2 separate regions of the Mus musculus genome follow, and region 2 is linked to region 1. Evidence: chromatin contacts called from public HiChIP or PLAC-seq data. All regions are on one chromosome and are shown on one strand. The core of a region is the stretch at or near the end of the contact, and the rest is flanking DNA. Distances in the headings are between cores, read along the strand shown.

Region 1 (5,517 bases), core at 1,706-4,205:
CTTGTATGTCCGAAAGCATAGAACTCAAAGTGACAGCAAGGATTTTAAAAAGAAAAAAAAGTTGCCCACCCTGCCCCCACCAGAAATACCAAGAACTTGTGTGTATTTTGTCAATACATAGACACAAATGACAGCAGACTTTTTAGTACTTTATGAGGTCATGGCAATCACAGGCAAATCTGCCTAAAAAGTTGGCTGCAGAAATGACACTGTCAGTTTTTTCAGTTACTGACTGTAAAATCTTTGCTAGGTATATTTTCTGAGTTACACGGGAGACTAAGTGGGTGACCATTACTCTGGTTTGATTCTTCACCAAAGGATTCCTTTTCAATGAAGAAAGACATTTTGTTTGATCACTTACCAGGCCTACACTAATTTTTATCACATGTAGGCAAGTTAGAAACTCAAGGCTTCACTTTCTTTTAAATCCAAATGTCTTACATTTAGTGTTTGAGTGTAAAGACACTACAGCCCACATGTAGAGGCCAGAGGACAATCTTTAAGAGTAGGTTATCCCCTTCCACTGTGTTCATCCAGGGGATCAAATTCAGGTCATCTGCACTTGGTGGCAAATGCATATACTCACTGAGTAGTCGTGACAGCCCAGCAACCTTTTAATTGTCTTTTTGTGTTTTCTGTTGTTATCCATTGCCAGGTTGTTTGAGACAATGTTTTCCTGCACTCCTTAGGCTGGCTTTGAACACCTGAAACTCCTAAGCCTCCCAGAAACTAGCTTTGAAGATGAAGGTCAGACTTTTATCTCTTGAAGAAAAAAAAAAAAAAGACAAAAAAATTGTTTGCTGTGTGCATTTACATGCATCACGTGTGGTTCCCACGCTGGGCAGGAAAGGGTACTGGATCCCCTGGAGTTGGAGTTCTCAGAGTTTATGAGCTGCCATGTGGGCAGTAGGAATTGGACTCCAGTTGTCTTCAAGAGCAGCGACTGCTTTTCATCGCTGAGCCATCTCTGCAGCCCCGATGGACTCTTCATCTAACTCCCATACAGACTTTCCATTAGAGCCAGATTATACTGTTCAATGCAATCCTTTAGGGTGGCTAAGGTGGCGTACCTCTGTAGTCCCCGCACTTGGGAGAATGAGACAAGAGGATTCCAAATTTGAAGCCATTCTCCATTACATAGCAAGACCCTCTCTCAAAAAACAACCAACCGCTACAATCTGCAGTGATAGCTTCTTTGAGGACAGATGTCAGTCTTAACAAAGGAAGCCCTTTTTGAGTTAGTCTAGTCATAAATATGAACAAGAAATTCATTCACCCTCTCTGTATTTTCTCTCTTATGAAGGAAATGTCAGGTCAATATAGGTGTGGAAAACTGGTTATCATTCTACCTCAAGTAAGCTATTGTTCTTATCTATAATAGAGAACCTGTTTCTTTGTTTAAAACAGCGTTTCATGTAGCCCAGGCTGGTTTATGACTCCATACGTGGGGATTGCCCTGAACTTCTGATCCTGCCTCTATAGGTCTACCACCAAGTCCCATTTTACTCAGTTCTGCATAAATCCGTGGCTTTTAGGCAAGGAGCCTACCAACTGATCTACAAACCCCATTTTTTTTCTTCTTCAATGTACCACCATACCCAGATTGTATAGGAAAAAAAATGTTCAAAGTATGCTAAATTTTACTATTATATTGAACATAAAAAAAAAAATCCGAGGTGAGATGATAGCTTCTCTTGAGACAAATGTTGGAAGCATGACAAGTCTTCAAGTTCTGACCTCTTCTGTTCACATACATACATTTCCCCCTTCTTACTGGTTAAAATCTCACTTTTTCTGGTAGAAAAATGTTACAAATCTAAAGACTTCAATCTCACCGGTCAAAAAATAGGGTCTAATAAAATTGCCAAATAAATTCCATTGTTTTGAAAACTAGAAAAATGCTCAGGCTTAGCTAAGTTGCCAGTTATTAATTTTTTTTGAACGTACTGGAATCTATCAATAGAAATTCCTTCACAAATCAGTTTGCCTCTACTTGCAAATGGATAACCATATCTAAAATAATCTATGCTTATCAGATAATATTTTATGAGCACTGTCTGAGTCTATTTAGAGCGGACTTTGAAGGGACATTCAGACTCTTATGAACTAACTGGCTTCTGCTTTAAAGGGCTACTGCTTCTAGTGTCAGCTCTTTCTAGTTTCAAAATTTGCATGGCCGCCTTTCTGAGTCGCCTTCAAGAACAGTCTTAGCCCAGTCAGGAATTGCTCGAACTCCGGCGGCCTTAGGGTCAGGCTTATTTGCATCTTTGCTAAACAAAGTCCATCCTTTGAGGCGTCAGCGCCGCCGGTCTTCGCTCTCACGCTCCGCTGCTCACTTCAGCGACGGTGGCGTGCACAGCACCTGGGTCATCTGTGCTCACGATCCTGCCGCGACACCGACTCTGGGCGTTGTGGTTCTCATTTCAGGGCTCCGAGATTCCCACGGCACACTCGGCTGCTCGCTCCCTAGTCCCGGGACTAGGAGGCGCGGTTTTCCCGGAGAAATCCACGTCAGCCGCGCAGGCGCAGGCGCAGGATCTGGGCGGAGGGAAGGGGCCTGCGCTCGGCCCGCGGTAAACAAGCACTGCGCAGGCGCCGTGCGCCAAGGTGATTTTTTTTTTGTTTTGTTTTTTGTTTTTTGGTTTGCATAGCATCATAAAAAAGGGGGAAGGCCAAAGCAAACCCTAGCATCTTAAGACGATCGACGGTGTGGCTTCTGCTACTCTCACTCTGAGGCACCGGCTGCGCGACCATGGCAGCCATAACTCTTCCACAGAGCTGCCGGCCTTGAGCTCTTTCGCTCACTGTCTACACTGAGGCTGAGAGGACAGAGAAAAGACAGAGAAAAAAAAGAAGAAAGAAAGAAGATTTAAAGGAGAGGTGGTGGGCGGTTCCCACAACGCCACCGTAAAGACCTCTGTGCCTCTTTCCCCAGACAACGCGAGATCCTGTGCCAGCCGGGACTCCGCCCCCGCCCCGCCCGTGGCTGTGTGCGCATGCGCTGGGCTTTTTGGCGCGCAAACCGTTCAGAACTTCCTGCTTGGTCACAGGTGGCCCCGTCGGCCCCCGAGGGATGTCAGTCAGGTCGGAGCCGGGGATTCACGCCCACTGCGGCACGTCCTTAGGGATTTTTCGGTCAAAATTCCACTTGACTGTAACTCGCCCCCCCCATTCTTCTGTTCTCGTATGGGTCATGAGGTCTCCGCGAATCCAAGAGTCAGAGTGGGAAGAGAACCCCTCGCGGTTTTTAAAAGATGTTGCGATTTCGTTGTGTGGCACGCGAGCTAACTGGCATAAAAGGATAAATCTGGGGAACGAACGGGACTTCCCCCCCCCCACCCCCGAAGATTCTGAGAGGCTGTGAATGTGGACCGGGCTAACACAGTGATATGAAGATGAGAAGTTTTAAAAATGGAAGGAGCCAATGAAGGCTTGAGAGATGAGGCTAGGAGGAATTAGAGCAGTAGAGGAAGTTTAGCTTAAAATATTTACGCATATTTATAAGCAAGTAGGCAGCAGTGCCGCATATTTAGTCTACGATAGCGAAGTGAAATGGGGATGTCTTTGAGTGCAACAGAAACATTTTTTAAAGTTGTCGCAGGCAAGAGCTGAGGTTGGGGCGGGGTAAAACAGATAATCTGGAGTCTTAGGATGTTGCAAGTGTGGACCGCTCTGACTGATTTGGCCTCTTTTCTCTCTCAGGGGACGTGGAACACCTGCACAAACTGGATTTTTGCCCTATCACGACTCTGAGGTACCATCCGGCAACTGAAGTGTCCTCTTTCCAATAGAATGCCTGGCCTCTCCCACCAACTTCACGGTTCAGCCGGAATGAAATTTGGCTAACAAGTCACTCAGATGAGTCACTGGCTCATTACAAGATTATAGATTTCTAATCTATAGCCTTCCAGTTGTGTAGATCTTAGGATTCACTCTAATATTGGGAGCAGTGCTATATAGTACAGACAGTATTGTCATTTTTACTGTCCCTGGAGATTGTTTGCAGGACCTTGCACAAGTCCCGCAATGCATGATGCTCAAGTCCCCTGCGTAATGAGGTATACTATTTGCATATGACCCTTGTACATCTTTCTGTAAAGTTTAAACAATCTCTAGATTATTTGTGATATGTACATCGATGTAAATGCTATGTAAATAGCTCCTGTACTATATTGTATAGGGAGTAATGGCAAGAAAAGCATTCAGTACAGATGCAAATTTATCTTCTCTATTTTTATATCTGCTTTTGGCTGAATGTGAGGATGTGAAACCCATGGATGTGGGGGGTTGACTCCTCTCTCTCTCTCTCTTTCTCTCTCTCTCTCTCTCTCTCTCTCTCTCTCTCTCTCTCTCTCTGCCTGTGTGAAAGAGTTACCTCACTGTATTGATCAGATATGCCTAAATGGACTAAAAAAATCTAGTCTCTTATCTCAACTTTCTGAATAGCTGACACTCCCAAGTGTGTGTTGGGTACAGTTCTGGATATATTTTGATCCTTTGTGTGCTTTATAAAGAAAATGCAGGAAGATTGACGGGATATATAATTTGACTAGTCCTAACAACAGAGTAGCAATATAGCTTCCTTTGTAAGAAAACAAAGAATGGAAGGTCTTAGGATTAAAGCTGGCAGTGATGGAGAAGGCGCTATGTTTAGAGGAAAGCCCTTGGAAACCAGGTATAGGATCATACACCTATAGCCCTAGCTACCCAGGGATGAGCCAGGAGGACTGCTTGAACCTATCTGGGACATAGCCTGGGGAGGGGATGGAGAGAGGAAGGAACGAGGGAAGACAGAACCAGACCCTCTCAGACAGTTCCCTGTAAAGCACTGTATTTTGGCTGATTGTATTCTGTTGTGTGGGTTGTTTGTGCTGAATCCACAGGAAAATGAAGGGGAAACATGGGTACAATATAATAGGACTTCTGGGTTGACATCTAAATATTTGGTTTGGGGGATTGGGGTCATCCGTCATCTAAGTGTAATGTCATAGGTACTGTTTAGAATTGGGGATCAGAGCCCTGAGGTGTGACCTTTGGATCTGCCGGTTACACCTTATGACATCTCATTTCTTCATTTATAAGTAAGGATTACAGTAAAAGGAGAATAAGGATGAGGGTATCTTTTTAACAGTGACTTCATTTTACCTTGGTGGTATTCTTGCCTGCATCATATGTTTGTGCACCACTTGTGTTCTTGGTGCTCTGAGAGGCCAGAAGAGGACGTGGAATCTCCTGAGTTACAGATGTCTCTCTGAGGGTGCTAGGACAGAATTCAGCCTCTTGGGCTTGCTTTCTGGAGCAGAAAGAGCCTTTATCTGTTGAGCCATCTCTTTGGCCCATCAGGTTTTTTTGTTTCCTTGTTTTTTTGAGACAGGGTCTCTCTTAAGTAGACCAGGCTGACCAAGAACTCACAGAGTCACAGAGATTTTCTTGTCAGCACACAGACCTGCATCTGTGTCATCTCTGCAGCTCTAGACACTATCTTTCAGTGGGTCCCATTTTGTAGGGAATCAAGCA
Region 2 (5,517 bases), core at 2,194-4,693, 460 kb before region 1:
TGGTGGTATACACCCATAACTTCAGCATTCGGGAAGAAGTGTGGAAAAAAGTTCTAGGCTCCAGCCTGCCATTCACGGAGACACCCTGTCTCACAACACAACACAGCTGAGTATAGTACCCGATGACTTTAATCCCAGAACTCAGGAAGCAGAAGCAGGTAGATCTTTGTGAGTTCAAAGCCAGCTTGGTCTACATAGTAAGTTCCAAACCTCCAGGGCTACACTGTGTGATTCTGTATTTGAATAATAAAAGAATAAAGCAAGATCATATGGGCAATGCTATCCCATGGAGCCATACTGATTAATGTTAAGTAGAGATGAAATGTCTAGAGGGACAGGAAGTGGAGCATTGTGGGGAGGGGGCAGCAGTTGGGGGGAGGGGCAGCAGCAGAACAGAATTGAAAAGCACCTCCCCTCCCCACCCCACCCACACACACACACACCCAGGGTCATTTCAGGCCTGCAAAAACAAGAACTTTCAAAGAAGCCATTTTTGCTGAATTTCAGAAACTCTGTCTGGTATGATTTACTGTCTAGAAAGAAGGGTGGGTGTGAGTGAACGTCTGAGGCACGTACACTCTGGGTGTCCCCGCCCTGCTATCTTAAGGAGCTGTGAGCCACGGGACAACCATCCATTCATAATGATGTAAAAGTTAGATTTCTGCATATGGTAAGATAATAAGATTACCTTCTTTTCTTTTCTTTTTTCATCTCTCTCTCTCTCTCTCTCTCTCTCTCTCTCTCTCTCTCTCTCTCTCTCTCTCTCGTCGTTGGTTTGTTCTTGAGACCAAGTTTCACTGGTTGGCCTCAGGCTAGCCTTGAACCTTTAGCAATCTCCTGCCTCAGCTCCCTAAATCCTGGGATTACAGGTATGAACTACCATGTCCAACATCTAAATTTAAGATTCTATAAAAAGCAATGAAGAAGAATAAGGAAGGAACCCTTGGCCACATCCCAGGTGGAGACCCCTTCAGGTTGTGTGGAGGCTACAGAAAATCCATTTTTCCATAACAGAAATGGGCTTGGCTTTCCTGCTCTTTGGTCCCAAAGCTGTCTAGAACCAGGCAAGAGGCCCTGTATTCCCAACAGCTTCCACAGACTCTTTCCTCCGGGCTGGAGACCGGCCTAATCTTGTTTCCAGAGGAAAGCAAAGACTGCTGAGAAAGCCAGCCAACCTTTCTCAAGGTCTGGGGACAGACATCTGTCCTCTGGCAAAGGGCTGCCCTTACTACTGGCCCGTAGCCACAGTCTCAGGACATGATCGTCTCCAGCTGGACCTTGCTGATCTTCTGCCAACTCCCAGGACAGTTTAGAACCCTGGAACAATGTAAAATCTGGGGGCTCTCTGGCAAGGATGCCAAACCGGATGTCCAGCAGCCCTGGACAGTGTTCTGCCTCCACCCCATTCTGCAGTCTCTGGATGAAACTGGAGCGGCCTAAGGATGGGAGGCTATGATTTGGGAGGGGGTGGTAATGGCCTCTTTTTCCAGGACAACCAAAGACTTAGAGCTGAAGACGCCCAGAAAGGTTCACACACAGCCCAGGGGCTCTCCCACTACTTGGAGGCAAAAAGTCAGAGCATCATTTTTTTTAAAATTGTCTTCCAACTCCATAGGGAATGGGGGCAGGGAGGGGGTAGCACACAAAGCATTATATTCTCATTTATCAAGGGACAGTGGAGTTTGAGACAGCTCCATGGCTCATGGAGTTGGTGGCAGTTTACCCCTCCCTCTAGTGTTCCCTTTTTGCTGACTTGTTTAAGGTTGCCTAGTTTCAACCAGATCAGAATGACACACAATCACACATGTGATCTTCACAGGAAACTGTGGCTGTGGACCTAACGAAGACGGCTTCCCCAGTTCACAGTCATGCAATCTGGAAGTGATAAACATTGGAAGCAAACTCAGTCTTGAGAAATGGGTCCCAGGGCTTACTCATCACCCCCTCCTTGGGGAAAGGCTTTGCAGAGATTTCTGAAGGATCAATGGATACACACCCACCAATTACTTTTAAATTTTCTCTTCCAACCAGCGAGCTGCATTTCTAAAGAGAAAGGCGCCTCGCTCTTCATCAGGCAAGCTGAATCCTGTCACTCTCCTCTGGCTTGTTTACGAGAGGAGAAAAAAAAAACCCACATCTGTGTTGAAATGAACCACACCTCCACAGACATTCGACCAAAATGCTAAGCTAATAAAAACAAAAGCAAACACAGCCGAGTGCCTTTGTTCTTTTTGCACTTAGCACGTGGGTTTGTAGTTATATAATATTTTACACAAAAGAAATAAGGTAAATATTCCCATATGACCACTGCCACACTAGAAAATTCCATGTCCACTTAGAAAAAAAAATCCTTTAATAGATTCTGAAAGATCTTTTTTTTTTTCCTAAGTTGGCTCCAGAATGCAGAAGCCTGGGTGGAAGCACAGAGCCATTCAGCAACCTTACAGGAATCCCCGAAGGCCCCCAGCCCCACCCTCTCCCCTCTGCCTCCTTCCTCCACCTCCACATCTGGCTAAGGATTCTGGAACCCACACATTCCACCAAATCAACCCCTCCCAAGGTTTATTTGAAACACCCTTTGCCTCTGTTTCCCTAACGGTTTTTCTTTAAACAAACCAATCCCCTCTTCCCTTCCTGTGAGAAGGGGGTGGAGGAAAACAAGAGAAAGAACGAAATACTTAAACAGACATCAACAGACAAGAGGGGGACAGACAGTAAATGCAATCGCAAAAATTAACTGAAACTCAGATATTTATCCACCGTCACCTAAAAGCGTAAAAGAGAAACAACAATAACCAACCCACAAAGCAGAACAAACTTTCTCCCCAGAGACTGCCTTTAACCTGCCTTCGCAGAGAGAAAAGAAAAGCCGGAGCGTTTTGGTAACATAGCATCCTTCTAGATTTCAGCTCAAAGTAATCTGAATGAAAACAGAAGATTTGGAAACATCTTCCAACCCTGCTAATTCATTTCGAAGGCACATAGAGTTCCTTCCATAAAGAATATTGCACTCAAGTTTGTTCCAAAGTCCCTTCTCGTTCCGTCCGTCTCCTCGGAGCAAGGATCCACATACCAGCAAGAGAATGTGGCCCCCACTGATATCCCAGATTCCTCCACTACTACGTTAAGCTAGAAGTCTCAAGGACTCCGTTCTTTGTGAGCCATAGAGGGATAGCAGAGGCAAGAAGAGAGGGGAGGGCTTCAAGGAGCCTAAGAGAGGAAAGAAAGGAGCGGGCTCTGCAGAGTTTCTCCAGTGTGGGGACAATCTTACCTGGAGTATCCAGTGAGAGAGGCAGATGCCCTGGGTGGTAGAGCAGGCTGCTGGTCTGGTCCTCTCTTCAGGAGATTTGCAACCACAGTGAGGGGAGGGACCTGACTCCCGAGGTTATAAGTTTCCTGGGCTGATGTGCTGGGGTGTGTGATGGGCGGTTTCTTTTCCCCGTGTTTTAAAGGAGTTTCTATGAATCAGTCTGGATTTAAAAAAAAAAAAACTTGGTGAGCTACGCCCTGCTAAGTTGGCAGCCGGTCAGATGTGGCTGGGAGTGAGCCATCAATTCAAAGAACCCTGTTGTAGCTCCCTCTGACTCAGACACACAGACCACAGTGGAAAAAGGAGTGACATTGCTTCAAATGAGTAAGAGGAGTCACACAAATAGATCTGTTTACCGAAGCCCAGTTCTACTACCCAGAAGGAGCCTCGGTTGTCAAGGACGTAGGGCAAAACACAGGTTAGGGTCAGGAGGAGGGGAGAGCTGGTAGATGCAGTTCCACGTTAATTAAAGTCCCGGCTAATCATCAAACAGGATTCCCCCGTTCTTCCTCCCCCACTGCACATAGCAGCAGCTGCTCATCACCAGGAATTATCAGACTCATTTCTCGTTGGCTTCCCTGCCTGACCCTTGTGCCCCTGACCTGTAGGCGGCAGTGGGATGAGACCCATGGAGTAGAAAGGCACCCAGCAAGCTCCAAATGTTGAGGCACTGATTGACAGCACATAATCCTGGGCCTTTAGTTAAACTCTCACCCCTATGGATTGTAGGCATTGCAGGAGGAAGTCTTCGAATTAAGGACTTTGCACTCTGATCTTCATGTGATAATCATTGGACCTTGCTCCACAGTTGGCTTTTGTGAAGACAGCCAGGGACCCAATCACAGCTTCTTCCCTGAACCACTCACTCCCCACTTAGTCTCAGAGTTGGGGGGGGGGTGCTACAGAGTTGTCCAATCCCGCAGCCCTGGTCACCTCCCTAAAGAGGTTCAGGTCCTCACTGCCTACATTTAACCCCAGCTCTCCTTAGCTGCAATGTGACTTTGGGCAAGCGCCCTCTCTTTCTGCCTTCTTGTATATAATGGGGATGGTAGGCACCTAGCTCACACAGATGGCAAGAATTACATGTATCAAACAGGTTTGGTGGGTCGTGCCTGCGATCTCAACATTTGAAAAGCTGAGGCAGGAGGATTGCTCTTAGTCCAGGGTCATCTTGGGCTACATGGTGAGTTCCAAGTCAGCGTGGGCTACTGAGTGAGACACTATTGAGAGAGAGAGAGAGAGAGAGAGAGAGAGAGAGAGAGAGAGAGAGAGAGAGAGTTGGTAGGTAGTTGAAGGGATAGCATAAGTTCAAGGAGAACTAGAAGCTATCCTGGGGTACATAAGTGATAGATGGATAGATAATAGAGATAGATAGATAGATAGGTAGATAGATAGATAGATAGATAGATAGATAGATAGATTATAGATTGATGATAGATGATAATAGATGATTGATAGATGATAGATAATAGATAGATACAATAGATTATAGGTAGATGATAGAGAGATAGATGATAGATAAATGATAGATAGATAGATAGATAGATAGATAGATAGAGAGAGAGAGAGAGAGAGAGAGAGAGATAGATAGATAGATAGATAGATAGATAGATAGATAGATAGATAGATAGATAGTAATGACTAACAAGAGCCTGTAAGGTTGTGGCCAATAGTCATTCGATATTAGCTGCAGTGATATTTCCCTGAGGACATTGTTAAATCGGACAAGAGACCTCTCAGAGAAGATACAGAGAGTCGCTGCGGCTGCCAAACCCCAGCAACTGGGGTTGCTGTTCTCTTCCAGGCCAGTGCAGGCCTCGTGATATTATTTAGTCATTGATCAGAACCCTATTTACTGTACAGCAACCTTCTCTGGGCCCTGCTAAAACTGGGTCAGAGTAGACTGGACCTCACCCTCTAGGAATTTAAATTCCACAGAAAGACAGAAAGGGGTGGGAGGCTCGAAGTCCAACGGAGCGCTGATGAAGTTAGGTAGTAAAGACTGTAAGTAAATTTCAGTGATGCATGGTCATGGGTCTGTATTTCTCCAAATCTTATAGAGAAGAGGATATTTTTAAAGCAGATGATTGAGGAAAACACACACACACACACACACACACACACCTGATTTGATCCTTCCTCTTCACGGGTCCTGACATTGGGATTCTATCCGTGGAAAAGTAAAACTGTCCAGATTTTTCATGACA

The links. HiChIP or PLAC-seq counts read pairs in DNA pulled down with a chosen protein or histone mark.
Region 2: a contact with region 1 is called in a BATF HiChIP or PLAC-seq map of CD8 T cells, with 5 read pairs. The contact joins the promoter of Emp1 here to the promoter of 2810454H06Rik in region 1. A contact is called at or near these places in 2 of 115 datasets of contacts at active chromatin or transcription factors (CD8 T cells and pancreatic cancer cells).

Annotation. Positions count from the first base shown.
Region 1 is chr6:134,895,399-134,900,915 of GRCm38.p6, reverse strand. It overlaps 2810454H06Rik (RIKEN cDNA 2810454H06 gene), which reads right to left and starts at 2,955. Exons shown (of 1, transcript NR_029441.1): 1 at 131-2,955. Gpr19 (G protein-coupled receptor 19) reads left to right here and starts at 2,722. Exons shown (of 4, transcript NM_001362050.1): 1 at 2,722-3,084; 2 at 3,703-3,754. RefSeq lists a cis regulatory region at 2,775-3,310.
Region 2 is chr6:135,360,857-135,366,373 of GRCm38.p6, reverse strand. Emp1 (epithelial membrane protein 1) reads right to left here and starts at 3,443. Exons shown (of 5, transcript NM_010128.4): 1 at 3,272-3,443.